Regions from separate parts of the Capra hircus genome. Here region 2 is linked to region 1. The links are chromatin contacts, called in public Hi-C maps. All regions are on one chromosome and are shown on one strand. Each heading gives the region's core, a stretch centred on a gene start, on an enhancer-like site or on the middle of the called end of the contact. The rest is flanking DNA. Distances are from core to core; before and after follow the strand shown. Region 1 has its middle 42 kb from the start of INCENP. Region 2 holds the start of LOC102180465 (mammaglobin-A).

The links. Hi-C and Micro-C count contacts between places; a contact is called where the count stands out from the background.
Region 2: a contact with region 1 is called in a Hi-C map of blood, with 4 times the contacts expected there. The contact joins the promoter of LOC102180465 here to the enhancer-like site in region 1. A contact is called at or near these places in 2 of 5 Hi-C or Micro-C datasets (blood and liver).

Annotation. Positions count from the first base shown.
Region 1 is chr29:40,989,794-40,996,548 of ARS1.2, reverse strand. No RefSeq gene overlaps it. Among named protein-coding and RNA genes, the nearest start is that of INCENP, 42 kb to the right of the region's middle. Within about 2 kb of position 4,843, at least 1 of the 5 cell types and tissues checked has an H3K27ac peak or open chromatin away from gene starts, as enhancers often do.
Region 2 is chr29:41,039,956-41,045,760 of ARS1.2, reverse strand. It overlaps LOC102180465 (mammaglobin-A), which reads right to left and starts at 2,259. Exons shown (of 3, transcript XM_013975890.2): 1 at 2,100-2,259; 2 at 293-479. The coding sequence starts at 2,154.

The DNA of each region.
Region 1 (6,755 bases), core at 3,594-6,093:
CAAGAAGGTTGAGCAGAGGTTAAACTTACACTCTGTGTTCTTGATCCAATCTCAGATGTTGTGTTTAATTTTTACTGTGTTCAGGTGCTTTGACTGATACATAAGAGATATTTGTGAACTTGTGGTGGCAAATGAAGGTCAGTGTTCTTTTAAAGCAAACATGACTCCCTCTGAATCTCCTTTTGACAACTGTTTCTGTACTGAGATGACCTAATTTCCTGTGAATGATGGTAGTGAGAAAGGGAAAGATAGTTCCAGAGAAAGAACTGTACCAATAGCAGGGAAATAATACCAGTATTGTTAAAGGTGAAAATCAAGGCCAGCTCGCCACAGTCTAGTTTTGAATTTGTCTATCAGTAGAGCTTCCCTGGTGCCTTAGATGGTAAAGAATCCACCTGCTGATGTAGGAGACCCTGGTTCAGTCCTGGGGTCAGGAATCCCCTGGAAAAGGGCTTGGCAACCTACCCCAGTATTCTTGCCTGGAGAATCCCATGGACAGGGGAACCTGGTGGGTTAAGTCCATGGGGCTGCAAAGAGACTGAGCAACTGAGTGTGCTCACATGCATGGAGGCCACCACTAATCTTTTACTTATTTAATAAATGGAGATGCTCTTTGCTAACAAGGAAATCTTAGGAATTAAATAGCAGTATGTATGTGAAACCCTCAGCACAGTGCCTCATTCAGATTATCACTCTAGGGAGAACCGTAAACCCAGACAGTGTCGTGTCTGCGTGCCATGTCGCTTCAGCTGTGTCTGATTCCGTGCATCTCTATGGAATGTAGCCCGCCAGGCTCCTCTGTCCATGGGATTCTCCAGGCGAGAATACTGGAGCGGGTTGCCGTTTCCTCCCTCAGGGGATCTTCCCGACCCAGGGATCAAACCTGCATCTCTTATGTCTCCTTCATGGGCAGGCAGGTTTTTTTTGTTTTTTTGTTTTTTTTGTTTTTTACCACTAGTGCCACTTGGGTGGTCATGTATGGATGTGAGAGTTGGACTGTGAAGAAGGCCGAATAATTGATGCTTTTGAACTGTGGTGTTGGAGAAGACTCTTGAGAGTCCCTTGGACTGCAAGGAGATCCAACCAGTCCATTCTGAAGGAGATCAACCCTGGGATTTCTGTGGAAGGAATGATGCTAAAGCTGAAGCTCCAGTACTTTGGCCACTTCATGCGAAGAGTTGACTCATTGGAAAAGACTCTGATGCTGGGAGGGATTGAGAGCAGGAGGAGAAGGGGACGACCGAGGATGAGATGGCTGGATGGCATCACAGACTCGATGGACGTGAGTCTGAGTGAACTCCGGGAGTTGGTGATAGGCAGGGAGGCCTGGCGTGCTGCGATTCATGGGGTCGCAGAGTCGGACACGACTGAGCGACTGAACTGAACTGAACTGAGCGCCACCTGGGAAGCCCGCAGACAGTGGCAGTCCTCTGCAAGTGCGGCACTTTTGATCTTCACTTCCTCTCTAGCTTCACCACCAACGTGATCGTTTATCTGCCTCTCTATCCCCTCTGCCCTCAGTAGTCAACTCTCAGGCTCTACTCCGTTGTGTCTCATGATTTCATCAACCCGTGTAGCCCTCAATTTCTCATCTTCTGCTCCATGGGTGTGAAATCGGAAGAGACAGGCATTAAATACACCCGCCATGGTCATGCAGCGCTCTCGGGAAGAGCTGGTCGGTTGTATTATTTTGGCTGCATTGGGTCTTCGTTGCTCTGCCCGGGCTTTCTCTTCTTGCAGTGAGAGGGATTCTCATTGCAGTGGCTTCTCTTGTTGTAGAACATGGACCCTATGACATATGAGCTCAGCAGTTGCAGCTCCTGGGCCCTAAAGCACAGGCTCCAAAGGTGTATGGCATGGGATTAGTTGCTCAGAGGCATATGGAATCTTCCTGGACCAGGGATCAAACCCGTGTTCCCTGCATTGACAGGCAGATTCTTATCCCCTGGGACTCCAGGGAAGTTCTGGTCAGTTGTTTTGAACAAGTGCAAATCAAAGTGAAAGTTTTACTTCCTTTTAGCGACTTTGACCATTGCATGCAGGAGTGTAACATAAAGGCTCCTAGTGACCAGCGGTATACATACTGCGTGTTCAGGGAGAGCCCAGATTCTGTGTGAAATGGCGCCACCTGGAGGCTCAAAGCTTACAGTTGCAGATTCAACGAATCTACCATTTGGTTCTATTAAATTACCACTGTTCAGTTCGGTTCAGCTGCTCCTCTGTGTCTGATTCTTTGTGGCCCCATAGACTGCAGCACACCAGGCTTTCCTGTACATCACCAACTCCCGGAGCTTACTCAAGCTCATGTTCATCCAAGTCGGTGATGCCATCCAACCATCTCATCCTCTGTCATCTCCTTCTCCTCACGCCTTCAATCTTTTCCAGCATCAGGGTCTTTCCAGGGTCTTTTCCAATGAGTCAGTTCTTCTCATCAGGTGGTCAAAGTATTGGAGTTTCAGCTTCAACATCAGTCCTTCCAATGAATGTTCAGGACTGATTTCCTTTAGGGTTGACAGCTTGGGGGGTTGACAGCTTAGGGTTGAGAGTCTGAGGGACTCTCAAGAGTCTTCTCCTGATCCCTGGACCAGGGATTTAAAAGCATCAATTCTTTGGCTCTCAGCTTTCTTTACAGTCCAACTCTCACATCCATACCTGACTACTGGAAAAACCATAGCTTTGATTAGATGGACCTTTGTTGGCAAAGTAATGTCTCTGCTTTTTATATGCTGTCTAGGTTTGCCATAACTTTTCTTCCAAGGAGCAAGTGACTTTTAATTTTGTGATTTTGGAGCCCAAGGAAATGAAGTCTCTCACTGTTTTCCATTGTTTCCCCATCTATTTGCCATGAAGTGATGGGACTGGATGCCATGATCTTCCTTTTTTGAATGTTGAACTTACCTTTTTTTGTTGTTGTTGAATTTACAATCTTTGAATGTTGAATTTACCATTGATTGAGCCTAGAAACTGTGCTGCACAAGGCAACGAAGGGAGAAAAATATCAAGCTCGCTGTTCTCAAGATGTGCAGCTGGAAGAAAAGTTAAAGCAAATGACAGGAGGGAACGTTGTTAATATTGGATGTTGTTGTTTTATTAGTTGCTCAGTTGTTTCCAACTCTTGGGACCCCGTGGACGGTAGCCTGCCAGGCTTTCTGTCCGTGGAATTCTCCAGGTAAGAATACTGGAGTGGGTTGCCATTTCCTTCTCCAGGGGATCTTCCCGACTCAGGGATCAGACCTGGGTCTCCCGCATTGCAGGCAGATTCTTTACCACCTGAGCCACCAGAAAAGCCCCTAACCTTGTTTATTTTTACTAACATTGGATATATTTTAGTAAAATAAATGAGGTTTAAACCAACACTAAGCCATTTGTTTGGAAGGTTGGGGATGACAGGGTCTTTAATAAAATGATCTCCCTTTTGGCCAGGCCCTCAGAATGGAAGACAAGGTTCCATCAGTGGTTTGCTGAGGTTCAAATAAGTTGATAAGTAGAAGTTGTGTCTTTAGTTTACCGAAGTCAGCCAAGCCCCAAGGCTGGGCTTGGGGCCAAACCCCAAGCCTTCCAGAAGGAGATGGCAAGTTGCCTTAGAGCAGACCTTCTCAAAATATGATTCTCACTCCAGCAACATCAGGATCACCTGATGTTTGGAATGCAGCTTCTTGGACCTCATCTCAGAGCTACTGATGAGAAACCCCAAGGGTGAGCCCAACAAACTGTTTCATCAAGATCTCTAGGTGATTCTGATGCAAATTGTGTTTGAGAAACACAGTCCTGGAGCATCTCCCATTTGCTGGCCAACAGAACTTAATTGATAGTTTCCTGGAACACTGGTTCCTGGCTTGAGTCAAGACAACACATATTTATATAAAAACTAAAGAGAACATTATGACCAGACCCTGGAGCACTCCACCTGGATTGCCGATTGACCAGACACATTGGGCTCTGTCCCTCACCTCCTTCATTTGGGCTGAAACATTTCCTCTTCGGTGAGGCCTTTCCTGTACATCCTAATAGTTTTACTGAAGTAAGGGAATGGCAACCCACTCCAGTATTCTTGCCTGGAGGATTCCATGGACAGAGGAGCCTGGCGGGCCCCAGTTCATGGGGTTGCCAAAAGTCAGACACAACGGAGCAACTAACACTACACTATTACTATAGCTGATTTACAAAAAAATATTAGTTTCAGGTGCTGTCCATCCTAATTAAAACCACAAAACCACCCCACTTCCTGCCTTCTTTTTCTCTATGGTTTTATCACCGTGTACTTTAAATTTTACTTCTTTGGTTGGCTTATTGTTTTGTTCCCCTCAATAACACATAAGCTTTGTGAAGACAAGGAGTTTGGTCTGTTTTCTTTACTGATGTATCCACTGTGGCTTACATGAAACAGTTGTTCAACAAGAGGATTTATGCATAAATGGCTGCGACTGCAGGGAGGAACCAGTCAAAGGATGATTGATGAGGTAAGTGGGCTCCTGGGCAAGTCCAAGTAGGAGATGATGAGGAAGTAGCAATGGAATTGAAAAGAAGATGGGTTCCGGAGTCCAGGTTCAAGAAAAGAACCATCAACAAAGAAACGGGATCTCCAGTGTGACCCAACTTTCCTTTTTCGCTGTACTCTCTAGGAGCTAGATTTACTGTGAAACGGGGGGACAAAACCCAGAAGCACTGAGGTTTGGAGGCAAAGAAGTGATTCCCATCCCTGGGGCACAAAGACTTCTCTAGCATTCCCGCTGACCTTGAGGTACGTAGGAATACCACTCCCAGAAGAGCGTGTGCTCCAAGTTCACATCCTTGCTCCTGTGACACCTCGGGACTGGCCTCCCCAGGGCGTATCCAGGCTGCCTGCAGGAGCCCAGATTGCAGAGGCGGGTGGGCTCAGATGCTGGCACATAAGCAGTAGACACCAGAGACTCCCTGCTCTGGCCTTTAAACACTGGCCGCTGCCAGTCCAGTCACTCACGTGATCTTGGCCTTCCTGATTCTGTCTCACCCTCCAGGTCAGCAGAACATGGGTCACCTTGACCTTCTCGGCTCCATTTGATCTCTGGAACAATTTCCAGGGGCGTCACCCCAGGAAACCGCTTACTGGATATAGAAGGTGTGCTGTGAGTAGTAGCTCAGTCGTGTCCGACTCTTTGTGACCCTGTGGACTGCCGCTGCTCTGTCCATGGGGATTCTCCAGGCAAGAATACCGAAGAGGGTTGCCATGCCTCCTCGAGGGGATCTTCTCAACCCAGGGATCAAACCCAGGTCTCCGGCATTGAGGGCGGATTCTTTACTGTCGGAGTCACCAGGGAAGCCAGGAGGCCAAATGTTAACCGTGTGCCTGGGCTTTAGGGACAGAGACCAGAACTGGAATGTGACTACGTCATCTACCTGCTGTGTGATTTTTAACCCTAAGCCTGTTTACTACTCTGTAAAATGGGCATATTTAATGTATATGCAGAAAGGTTGTTGAAAGATTATTGCTGAGCCGTGAAAGACACCAGGATTCTAGGCTTTGGGAGGAGAGGAATTCAATCCAGGGTCAGTGACGAGGCTTGATCACTCAGAGCTTTTGTGTAATAGTTTTGTTAAACTATAAGAGAGATAGAGAAAGCTTCTGACATAAACATCAGAAGGGGGCAGAAAGAGTACCCCCCTGCTAATCTTTAGCTGGATGTTATATAGCTACTAGCCGTCTGCTAGTTAGAGAAAGGAAATGTCTCAAAACTCTGAGACTAGCACCAGGCCCCTCACCCACAACATGCATTTTGAGATAACATTAACACAAGGTCAGGATGCCAGGCTTCAACAGTACGTTAATCATGAACTTCCAGATGGTCAAGCTGGATTTAGAAAAGGCAGAGGAACCAGAGATCAAATTGCCAACATCCGCTGGATCATTGGAAAAGCAAGAGAGTTCCAGAAAAACATCTACTTTTCCTTTATTGACTACGCCAAAGCCTTTGACTGTGTGGATCACAACAAACTGTGGAAAATTCTGAAAGAGATGGGAATACCAAACCACCTGACCTGCCCCTTGAGAAATCTGTATGCAGGTCAAGAAGCAACAGTTAGAACTGGACATGGAACAACAGACTGGTTCCAAATTGGGAAAGGAGTACGTCAAGGCTGTATATTGTCACCCTGCTTATTTAACGTATATGCAGAGTACATCATGAGAAACGCTGGGCTGGATGAAGCACAAGCTGGAATCAAGATTGCCGGGAGAAACATCAATAACCTCAGATATCCAGATGACACCACCTTTATGGTAGAAAGTGAAGAAGAACTAAAAACCCTCTTGATGAAAGTGAAAGAGGAGAATGAAAAAGTCGACTTAAAACTCAACATTAAGAAAACTAAGATCATGGTATCCGATCCCATCATTTCATGGCAAATAGATGGGGAAACAGTGGAAACAGTGAGAGAGACTTTTTTTGGGGGGCCCCAAAATCACTACAGATGGTGACTGCAGCCATGAAATTAAAAGACATTTGTTCCTTGGAAGAAAAGCTATGCCCAACCTAGACCACATATTAAAAAGCAGAGATATTACTTTGCCAACAAACGTCCATCTAGTCAAAGCTGTGGTCTTTCCAGTAGTCATGTATGGATGTAAGAGCTGGACTATAAAGAAAGCTGAGCACCGAAGAACTGATGCTTTTGAACTGTGGTGTTGGAGAAGACTCTTGAGAGTCCCTTGAACTGCAAGAAGGTCCAACCAGTCAATCCTAAGGGAAATCAGTCCTGAATATTCATTGGAAGGACTG
Region 2 (5,805 bases), core at 1,010-3,509, 52 kb before region 1:
GTGTGTGTGTGTGTGTGTGTGTGCCTCTGTGCCTACTGGGGAATTGAGAGTTAGGTAGACCCTTTGCTTTTCCCTCTATTGTCTTTTAAATTTATTATTCACTAAAGATTTCAGCCCTGTAGCCGTGGACATCTTTCCTGATGTCAAAGTCATCAGACTCACCACACAATGAAATAAACAGAAATATACCACATTCATCACTTGCTTTGGTGTAACGAATAACAAACGTAGAGTCTATTTGTCCCTGTCCCTTGGTTGTAAAAGCACATCAGAAGAAGCTGAAATTACCAACATCTGTTTGAAATTGGCCAGAGTTTCATTTGACTGCTGGAGAAAACATTGCTTTAATTCATCTGCAGCATTTTCCTCATTTTCAGTCTGTAGGAAATCTTTAAGATATGCTCTGTATTCATCCTTGGACACAGTGGGATCAACTGCTTTATCGATCACATTGTCAAGAAGGGAGCAGCCAGAAGACCCTGGGAAGAAAGAAGCAAACATGGGCTCCATTGTGTGTGCATGAACGTCTTTGGAGGGCAGAACCATGATGGTTGTCATTCGTTTACATCCCTGTAGAGATGTCTATTCAGAAAGATTGTGGCAAATGGTCTTCAGTTCTCTATTCTACGAGAGTAAACTTGGGATCTGGGATTTTTCTAAGACCTAAAACATCTGTGCTTCTTCTTGCTAGCCTCTAGAAGCCAAACCTTATGTAACCTTGACTAAGGAGGGCGTTGAGGAAGTGAGACGTTCTGACTCAGGGCAACATACTAAACTTTATCTGGTCTTTCTTTGTTCAGAGTCATATGATGCTTCACCATTATCATTTCAAGTAACAAGTAAAATTTCCCAGGATTGTACATGTACTGGTTCTAGAATGTTGTCCATTAGCTCTGTTGGTGTTAATGATTTTCTGAAACAAACAAAAACAAACAAAATAATGTTTGTGAAGTGATCTGTTGTGGCGACCTCGGTTGGGTAGGAGAAAGAGCTCTGGAACTGGATTAGAGAGAACTGGCTTTTATTCTTGGGTCTGTAATTTTTTATTTAGTTGACCTTGAGCCTGTCACCTTGAACACATCTGCAAATACTTGAGGAACAAATGAGGGGAGGATATTTAAAAGAGCTCTGTAGGACTTCTTTGGAGGCACAGCAGATAAGAATCCACCTGCCAATGTGGGGGACGTGAGTTCGACCCCTATTGGGGAAGATTCCACAAGCCTTAGGGCAGCTAACCCTGCGTGCTACAGCTGCTGTGCCCACGCTCTACAGCCCTTGCTTTGCAACAAGAGAAGCCATCGCAATGAGAGGCCCTCGCACCCCAGTGAAGAGTTGCCCCCACTCGCCACAACTAGAGAAAGCCTGGGCAAAGTAACCAAGACATAGTGCAACTAGGAATAAATAAACAGAAATGAAAAAAGAAGAAAAGAGCTTTGTAAGTTGAATAAAGTAAACTGTGTCTGTGACTTATGACCGAAGACTAGACTAGCTGCCAGGGCAGTAGTCTCTAACTGGATCTTCACTGGGGAAGGAGACCTCCAAGGAGGTGTGAGCTCCCCTCTTCAGGCAACACTGAGCAGGGAGGGACTGGGAGGAAAGGCATTCCAGAAGGGCTCAAATCAGCTGTGAAAACTTGTGAAGAGTTGGAACCCCCAACTGGGTGCAGGACCCTGGGTCGCCCACCGCAGCCTGAACTTCACCTCCTTGAAGATTTCCTGTTTCTTTTCATATTTAAGGAGACTCCAAGAGTGCATTTTTCAGGAAACCCATCTGGTATAAAATCAGGAATCATCAGAGCATCTCTTCCCCTTGCCCTGCTGAAATGCCTAATTCTAGTAGTCAGTCACTAGCCTCATCCCGATTTCATGGCACCTGTGACAACGGTGGGACTCCCTGAATGTCGTGAGACACTATGTGCAGCCCCAGGGCAGAGGCAAAGCTTACAAAGGGCCTTCTTTCAGATGTTCTGGAATGAGTGATGATGCTTACGTCTCTGGCGGGCAGGCCTGTCCTGTACTGGTGCTTGGGGGTTGGGAGCTCTTGCACAGGGAACCAGACAGCAGCCTTAGCCCCACATCTGTGCACCCGTCAGTACTCACCTGCATAGCAGTACAGGGGGAGGGCGACCAGCACGAGGACCGTCACCAGCTTCATGTTGGAGGCAGCTGCTGCTGACGAGTCAGTCTAATGTGTCAGAGAAGAAGGAACTCACTTTAGAGGTGAGTGCCCAGAATGCCTCCTTTTATTCTCCAGGTCACCACGCTAATCCTTCCCACAAATGAGGAAATGAGTCACAGGATAAACCTGGCATTGGACCAGGAAACAACAGCAGGAACCAATAAGAACCCAGACAGCCTGTGTTTCTGTTGGTAGAAAACTGAGGAGACAGAGTCTTTGGGACCCCAAACAATTTCGTAACTGCCGTCATGATATATGACTTTCAGTTCAGTTCAGCCACTCAGCCGTGCCCGACTCTTTGTGACCCGATGGACTGCAGCACGCCAGGCCTCCCTGTCCATCACCAACTCCCAGAGTTTACTCAAACTCACGTCCATTGAGTCAGTGATGCCATCCAACCATCTCATCCTCTGTCATTCCCTTCTCCTCTCACCTTCAATCTTTCCCAGCATCAGGGTCTTTATAAATGAGTCAGTTCTTCGCATCAGGTGGCCAAAGTATTAGACTTACAGCTTCAGCATCAGTCCTTCCAATAAATATTCAGGACTGATTTCCTTTAGGATGGACTGGTTGGATCTCCTTGCAGTCCAAGGGACTCTCAAGAGTCTTCTCCAACACCACAGTTCAAAAGCATCAGTTCTTCGGTGCTCAGCTTTCTTTATAGTCCAACTCTCACATCCATACATGACTACTGGAAAAACCATAGCTTTGACCAGACAGACCTTTATTGGCAAAGTAATGTCTCTGCTTTTTAATATGCTGTCTAGGTTGGTCATAACTTTTCTTCCAAGGAGCAAGCTTCTTTCAATTTCACGGCTGCACTATATGACTTTTTAAGTAAAATGAATGCAAATCTGCTTTCTGAATGAAGCAAAGCCCAGCATGGCAAGCCTGTGTTGTCCTCCTTGTTTTTATTATTATTGTGATCATCATTATCTCTTCTTCCTCCTCCTCCCCTTCCTCCTCCTCTTGTTTCTACTCTCTTCTTCTTCAAAGTGCAAGTAGCATATGCTGTGGGTCTGTTCTGCAGGTTTACCAAGCGCAAGAGCTGGGTGTGATACCACATACCTCCTCTGGGAGGCAGAGTTCTCTTGCCTATAGAAGCTTTTTTTCAGTAAGGTGTTTAAAATTTGGGAAATGTTAAAAATTAAAAAAACTAAAAATCTACAAGGAGATCAAACCAGTCAATCCTAAAGGAAATCAGTCCTGAATATTCATTGGAAGGACTGATGCGAAGAACTGATTCATTGGAAAAGACCCCGATGCTGGGAAAGATTGAAGACAGGAGGAGAAGGGGACGACAGAGGATGAGATGGTTGGATAGCATCACCGTCTGGTTGGACATGAGTTTGAGCAAGCCGCAGGATTTGGTGATGGACAGGGAAGTGTGGCATGCTGCAGTCCATGGGGTGGTAAAGAGTCAAACATGGCTGAGAGACTGAACTGAACTGAAAAATTAAAAATGTCCCACCTCTGTGAAGTTTGTTTTATCAAAGACTATCTCACTTAGTTCACTCAGTTTCATCAATTTCTTCTATTATAGATCTATGAATGAATTTTCATCTACTTTTTGTTAGGTTTTGAGGGTTTTTCTTCCACTGACACAAAGGATGTTGTGAAGTAGAAAAGCTGATTGCTTAGGGGAGGCAAAGCTGAATGGTGGAATGGCGATGGGATCTGGGTTCATACAGATGTGGATTTGAAGCACGGAGGCAACACCTAATCATGAAGGGTCCTTGGACAAACTCGTGGTCATTCTGAGCTTCCTTTCCTTCACTGCTAAAAGGGGCATAAATGATGCCATGCTTGGTTTTGTCAAGATGAGACTCCATGTAAAGAGCCTATCACAGGGCTTAAAACAGGGTATCATGGATTAGTGGGAGGTTCATTCATCCACCCACCCATCATCCATTCGTCTATCCATCCATCCACCCACCCATTCATCTTTCCATCCAACCGTCCACCCATCCATCCACTTCATTTCTCTATCCACCCACCCATTCATCTTTCCATCCATCCGTCTGCCCATCCATCCACTTCATTTATCTATCCACCCACCCATTCGTCTTTCCATCCAACTGTCCACCCATCCATCCACTTCATTTCTCTATCCACCCACCCATCCGTCTTTCCATCCATCCGTCTACCCATCCATCCACTTCATTCATCCATCCGTCCACCCATCCATCCACTTCATTTATCCATCCGTCCACCCATCCATCCACTCATCATTTAGCAGTACCAGGAGCTTCTACTCTGATGGGCCCTCTGCTATGTATCACACATTCATTTGCAGGGATAAGTTAGACCCGGACCTTGCCCCTGCGGTGCAAACGGGGCAGGCAGCAGACAAGCCTTCAACTGAATGAGTGATATCACAAAGCAACAGCTCTAAAGACTAAACAACCACTAAGGACAGCGTCCTGCAGGGAGGTCCAGACGAGTTGTAGGAAGAAGGCCTTTTAAGCTTGGATGAGTGGACAATGACCTCCAAGGGAAGTTCTGGGAAGAGTGTTCTATGCGGAGGGAACAGCAGGTACAGAGGCCCTGAGGAGCAGATTGTGCTTGTCATGACAAGGAAAGCAAGGAAAGTGTATCTCTTGATGTCACAGTGGGGACAGGCTAGCCTCCTAAGAGAGAACCCACACCAGTTGAAATAGGGGTGATAGAAAGGGAATAGGAACAAGGGAAACAAGGTCAGCTTAGGTTCAAGGACTAGAGAGTCAGAGAAAAGAGTCAATAGTTAACTACCCATAAATGTATTATTTGCTCTGTGGATCATTTGGAACTCATCCCTTTCCATCATTCATAAATTGCCAAGAACACTACTGATTTAGCAAGAGGTAAGAAATAAGGAAGAAGGCTATGTTCTTACATACTCATTTTCCCTCAGGTGACCATTGCTGGTGATCTGCCTTCCAAAGGCAAGTGAAGGACATTGGTAATGAAATAGGAGATGGTATCCCTGACCAGGACTTAATGGAGACTCTGGCTGGTCACCCAGTTGTTTGGACCTGCCTGTTACCTGCAGGGACCCTGGCCCCCCTCAGAGGTTTATTACTCTGAAACAAATCCCACATCATGTATGCAGTTCCCACAATAAAGAGGGGTGTTCTCCATAGCAAGGTATGATTGTTCTTAGGTGAATTAAATAGCAGCTTGCCTTGCAAAAGACTACTTTGCAAGCCAGCATTTACAAGGAGAAATAGAAAAAATCAAAAGGTCAGGATGCTTGTGTTCTTGGCTTGATTTTGTTTTCTTTTCCAAAGGGATTTTGACTCAAGTCCCCAGATTAAGTCCTGACACTAGAGGTGTGAGGGACCTTCAGTTTCTGTGTTTGAGTGACATTTATTGACCACCTACTATGATAAACCCCAGGGTAGGGGTGAATTATTCACAACTTTTACCCTGACTGCAGGAGACACAGGAGATGTGGATTCAATTTTTGGGTCAAGAAGATCCCCTGGAGGAGGGCATGGCAATCCACTCTAGTATTCTTGCCTGGGAAATCCCATGGACTGAGGAGCCTGGTGGGCTATAGTCCAAAGGGTCTCAAAGAGTCAGACACGACTGAGCGACTAACACACACTTTTTCCCTGACTACCTTGTGTTTGGGGGAAGAAAGCA